2 separate regions of the Columba livia genome follow, and region 1 is linked to region 2. A link is a contact called in public Hi-C data. All regions are on one chromosome and are shown on one strand. The core of a region is the stretch at or near the end of the contact, and the rest is flanking DNA. Distances in the headings are between cores, read along the strand shown.

Region 1 (2,700 bases), core at 56-2,555, 150 kb after region 2:
TGCATGATAAGACTTACTTCTCTGTTAGCTTGCTTATCTTTTTGACTATTTCTTTTGAAGTAAGAAACAGATGGCAGCATTCACTGTAATAAGTGCAGAAAAACATGCCAGCCAATTAGGGTGGTTTCAACTGACTGAAAACCTGGATCCTTTTCCAGTATTTTGGTGATTTCCACCCCCCACCCTATGTGTCTAGAGGAAATTTTTATTTATCATTTGTTTAATAGAATCATAAAACCAAAGATTAAAGGGATCTTAGGTCATTGAATCTCTAGCAATGAACCTGAAAACAAAGAGCTGAAATACAGCTTATGGATTTTTTTTATTCCAAAGGATCATTATTGTCTGCCATAAAATAAGAAACCCCATAAAGCAAATAGCCTTGTTAATGTGAATCCTGTTCCTCACTTGAATGGGCCAATAAAAACTCTACCTGTATATGATCTTAAAATATTTACTAATTCTTCAAACTCTAGCACATCAAACTCTACTTCATCCAATAAGTACCCTTCCAAAAATCACAGGATTTTAAATAACTCTTTCTTAAATCCTTAATGTTTTGTCAGGTTCCTGAAATTGTGAAATTGTCATTCCAATAGTTCACTTCTCAACAACGTTTTGGGGGTGGTATGTCCCCCACCCATTTCCTTGCCAGGGAAGGTTACAGTCCTCTCATGTCCTACCAAAATGAGGGAGAGTTTAAGATGCTTTGGATCCCTTAGGAAAAAAGACTCTTCTTTGTTAGAAGTTACTGCTGAAAATGTAGGTCAGTACTGATCTGCTCCTGTACATACCTGTATCCCTTTCTAGCAGTCAGTGTTATTGAGACCATTTTGGCTTCTAATATGTGATTTTATTCCCTGGTTCTGTAGTGCTTTCATAATTTTTGTGAGACGTTCTGCAGTCCTGTCCTTGCTGTTCCATTGTTTCATTTCAGAGGTAGACCTATGCAGCTTTCACTGCTTTAGGATTTTCAGCTCAAGTCTTATTTTTTATTTTATTCTACGGCTTTCTGCCACAACCTTTCTTTGCTGTTCTTAAGATTATACTCTCTAAACGTCTCCTGTAATACCATTATTTATATTTCTCTATTATCCTTTTGGTATCAATCTTTTTCAATGACTTTTCAATTTTAGTCAATGAGCTTCTAAGGATGTAACCTAAAGCAAAACTGGTGCTGCTTACTAGGGTAAATTTAGTCTGTGAAAGATGAAAATCTGCTTCAGGCACTAAAGCAATTTCCAGTGTAGCATATCAGCTTTTATCAGGCTTGGTCTGTTCTTCCTAAATGAAGATATTAGGTCTGTTTATGGGTGACTATGGTCACTCTGGGAAGCATTTGGAGGTAGTTAAGGGTAAAATAGTGATTATTCTTCAAAATCAGAAACAACTGGTAGCTCTGCAGTGACGATTTAAATTTCTTTTTTTAAATTCTTTCAAACCACAAAGCTGTGTGTTGTTCAATGATTGAATGCATTTGGACTTATGGAACTTTTCATTTAATGCTGTTCTTCATTGTTTTTGGCTGAAGCCCAAGCCTCACATCTTCTAGTTGCAGGATTCCTTTCTGCAAACTCCATCCTTTGCTGAAGGCTCAGTGTAACATGAGACCATCCCTGTTTCCCAGCAGGCAGCACATTAAAGCTCTGCCTGTTGACCAGCTGCAGAGACAGGTGTTATTCTCCTTTTCTTTCTTCTTCTCCCTTTACTTTGTCTTCTGACTTCCCTAACATACTGTCAAGTCCTGAATGAAATGAATGACTAAACTTTATAAGGCTGGAAAAAGCCCTAATTCAGACAGTGTGGAGCTAGGGATTTTGATCTAAAGTTGAATGCTCTTAACCGCCTATTTGCCACATTTACATTGGGCCTCCAAGAGACTGAGCCAAACTGGAAATCCAGCTCATAAGGATAACTGCAGAGGCCACAAGCATTGAACATTTCTCTTTCCAGGCTGCTTAGCACTGAGAGAACCACACTGCAGATGCTGCAGAAGCCTCATGGTCTGGTTATGGCACATTTGTACTCTGCTTCTCTACCTTAAATGAACTTCATGCAAGTGGCTACATGTAAAAGTGTGTGGGAGTTATCAGTGCACTGCCATCACCTGGACCTATTTCTTGTGGATGTCACCTGTGTTGTGAGTTTAACCTCCTGCAGTCATGGGGCAAATCAGAGGCTATTTGTGGTGGTGTGTTCAGGAATTTGTAAGAGGAATAAGGCCTGAGAAGGAAGTCCAGTGGGACCCAGTCCTAGACTCAGCCTAGTTTCTTGACCCATTATTGATAAAATGCATCTCTTCTTCCTGCTTCCACCACTATTGCGTGCTTTCAGTATTCTGTTTAACGTCAAATTTGAACCATCGTTTTCTCCTATTTACCTGTATAATATCATGTAAACCTGTGGTGTTCTATAGGTAACATAGAACAATACATTTTAGGAGCAGATTGTTTCTCAGAGGAACATAATTTCTCTGCCAAAAAAGAAATTACAACTGGAACTTAAACCAACCCTGAGCTTTAACTTCCTAACCAGTCATAATGACTCAATCTAGTAATGGTCTCTCCATCAGTTAACATAATTTTGAAGAAGACTTACCAGTCTATATCAATTCTATGGGCCTGTCTCAACCACTCAACCCATATCTGGTATTACAGCCTGCATGTCTCACTTCATCACCTTGAAATTATCATGGGGAAT
Region 2 (2,956 bases), core at 170-2,669:
CTCTTTGCAGGATTAGGACTGTAAGCAAGCTGTGACAGAAATGCCAGCTGTGACAGAGGATTGCATGTCAGTGCTGTGGGAAGATGGTGAAATAGCCTAGTTCCTGCGCAACACTTCTCATTCATAGATTTTGAGGACTTCAGTGTCATGTTACAGTGATATCCCAAGGTTACTCAGCAGATAAGTGGCACAGCTGGGAATGAAGTCCAGGTGTCCTGAGTCCCAGTCCACTGCTCCATTCATCCCGCCTCCAAAGAAGCAATGTTTGCAAAGAGCTGTAGGAAATGCTTGATTTGCCTGAGTTTCACCCTGGGAATGGAATGCTAGGTCAGCAGTATTTATTTTCTTATCTTGATCCCCTTAATTTTTATTTTTTAGAGAGCTCTCTCTGTGACAGAGCCTCTTGCAAACTCAAAACATGTTGCTAGTAGTGCTTGGAAGATTTCTTGGATGTTATCGAGGCTTGTAAAATAGTGATTCCCAAACTTTGCCTGTGGAGTTTGGAAAACGATGGGAGGAACGATCTCCTGGTAGCGTGTGAGCTGCCGTCCTGTGTGCCACTCTGATCCCACTGATGACTGGATTTAAGAGTAAAGCATGGCTGGTTCTGCCTCTGCCCCATGCCAGATTTTACCCTATTGCCCTTGCTCTGAAGTTAATGGGTTTAGAGATATGAACTCACTGTGCTTCTCATTCTGGAGCTGAAGAGACTGCCACATTTAAAAGCCCCACCACCCATTGCTACAAATCTATTAAACATCTCCTGTTCACCACACAACCTTCTGTTTCGGCAGCTGAGCACGTAAATTCCTGTGACCAAATAGCTGCACAGTTAACTGCTTTCACATGCGCTCCCACTGTGCCTATCTCAAAAGGTGAAATCCTAGCCCAGCTTTGCTCCATGGGCAGCTGGCTGGTGACCAGGACATGGCTGTTTTGGGGGTCGAACGGGGCACCCTGGAGCCATACTCTTTATATCTCCCTGAAAGGGTGAGGCAGGGGATGAGCAGGTAGAGGCAGCCCAGGCAAGGGTGAGAACTATAACTTGCCCTCATCCTCCTCTCCCCCTGTCACTAAGAGCCATTGGCTACCGCAGGAGTCCAGACTTGCTGCCGGGCTCTCCCAGGACCTGGTCCTGCTGGGGCTGGGTGGCGGGGTTCATGGTGGCTCCACAGGCATGGCTGGCTGTGTCCTGGGGTGCTCCCTCCCACAGCCCCACTGCACTTACGGGAGGGAACCTACTTTTATTTTTCTACCTCCCAAGCTGCAGAAGGGCCTTTATTCAAAGTGAAACTGCATGTAGCTCTGAGGGGCACATGGTTTCCCCCAGCTGCCCCCTGCCCCAGCTGGCTGCTGTGCTCTGCCTGCCCATCCAGCAGTGGGGCCCAAGGGGGCAGTGGGGCTTGGGGCTAGCCCAGCGTGGAGGCCCAGCGGTGGGTGCCTGGATGGCCAAGGTGAGCTGGCAGCAGTGCTGTAACTAACTGGCCATGTTAGAAACAAAAGGGCCACGATCCCCTGGTCTGGAAACCGGGGCTGGAGAGCAGCGGTTAATTTGAAACACAGGCGAAAATTGCGGCAGTGCTGGGAGCGTGTTTGCCTTGGCTGCTCCCAGCCCCGCGCTGCAGCACCAAGCAGGCCCCTGGCCGCCGGCCAGGCTGTAATATTTCCTTTCGCTGTTGTTCATAAAGGCATTCAGGAAAACAATTGAGTGCAATGAGGGCCTTCCCGTTCCGGCGGGTGCGTGCCTCCGGCGAGCTGAGCCGGGGCTGTGGGGACCCTGCCTGGCCTGGGGCAGTGGCGGGGCTGAGGGCCACACTTGGCGGGCCTGGCCGGATCAGAGGAAGCAGCTTTTGAATGCTGTTTCTCCCACCCCTCAAGGCACAAAGGGATTTATCCTGGCAAACAAAAGGAAATGTCACAGCCACATTTTGATGCCGAGGTTATGAATGTGTAGTTCAAAAGTATTTATCAACAGAACTGTGGCTCTTTTTTTCAGGCAAGTGCTCAGCTGGCGGGGGCTGCGAACCCCCAGCACACACGCTGCAGGCCTGTGAGGATGGTGGCATGGTTTGTCTCTGTGGGAGGAGGAATGCTTTGCAGTACTGCAAGGCACCCTCATAGCTGGGTCTGCCTGAGAGGCAGTGTTGAATGAATTGCTTTGAAATAGAAAAGCCACTCACCTTGCGTTGTTAGTTATATGGGTATAAAGTCTGCACATGAAGCAGGCCTCAGGCTACCCAAGATGTCAGCTATGCAAAGGAAATCATAGGGAACATAAACTAATAAGGACAGAAATGCTCAAATTACATGGCATTTGCATTACCTGGGGCATGGCAGCAGTAAAAGTGAACACAGGGGAAGCTTGGCAAGTCTCTCCCTCCCTGTACACATACAACCACATCATTTGTAATGGAGCCAGCCAGGTGCTGGGAATGCCCCTTCACAGCTCAGGGAAGTTCTGAGACTGCTTGAAACCTTGCAGGATCCTGGCTCTTAAAATCCAGCACTTGCTGAAATGCTAAAATATCACTGACTTAGGGAGAATGGCTTGATGTCCTTATGTAAATTGGGACAACCCTATCAAGGCTGTGTTTACACTGACTAATAGCCCAGATTCACTGCTGCAGGGTAGTCCTTGGTGTAGCTGTGACAGGACAAATCTCAATGTACAGAAAGCACCTGTTAGCCTTGGGCTGACAGAGTTTGTGGAGGGTGAGGTCAGTGAGTCCTAGATGGAGGACAGGATATAAGAGTCTGATGCTTCATATCTGGGATGGCCAACTGGTGGTCCAGGAATTGAACTGGGCCATAGTATTTTGGTTGTGGGTTTTTGTTTGTTTGTTTGTTTGCTTGCTTGCTTGCTTGTTTTTGTCCTTTTTTAATTTTTTTGATTTTTTTTTTCTTTTTTTCTTTTTTCTTTCTTCTTTTTTGTTTTTTTTTCCCTCTTCTTTTCTGG

Evidence for each region. Hi-C and Micro-C count contacts between places; a contact is called where the count stands out from the background.
Region 1: a Hi-C map of crop shows a contact between it and region 2, with 1.7 times the contacts expected there. The contact joins two enhancer-like sites. A contact is called at or near these places in 2 of 2 Hi-C or Micro-C datasets (crop and liver).

Annotation. Positions count from the first base shown.
Region 1 is chr9:17,460,191-17,462,890 of bColLiv1.pat.W.v2, forward strand. All of the region lies in intron 3 of IRS1 (insulin receptor substrate 1), which reads left to right. Among named protein-coding and RNA genes, the nearest start is that of IRS1, 250 kb to the left of the region's middle. Within about 2 kb of position 1,306, at least 2 of the 3 cell types and tissues checked have an H3K27ac peak away from gene starts, as active enhancers do.
Region 2 is chr9:17,310,657-17,313,612 of bColLiv1.pat.W.v2, forward strand. All of the region lies in intron 2 of IRS1 (insulin receptor substrate 1), which reads left to right. Among named protein-coding and RNA genes, the nearest start is that of IRS1, 100 kb to the left of the region's middle. Within about 2 kb of position 1,420, at least 3 of the 3 cell types and tissues checked have an H3K27ac peak away from gene starts, as active enhancers do.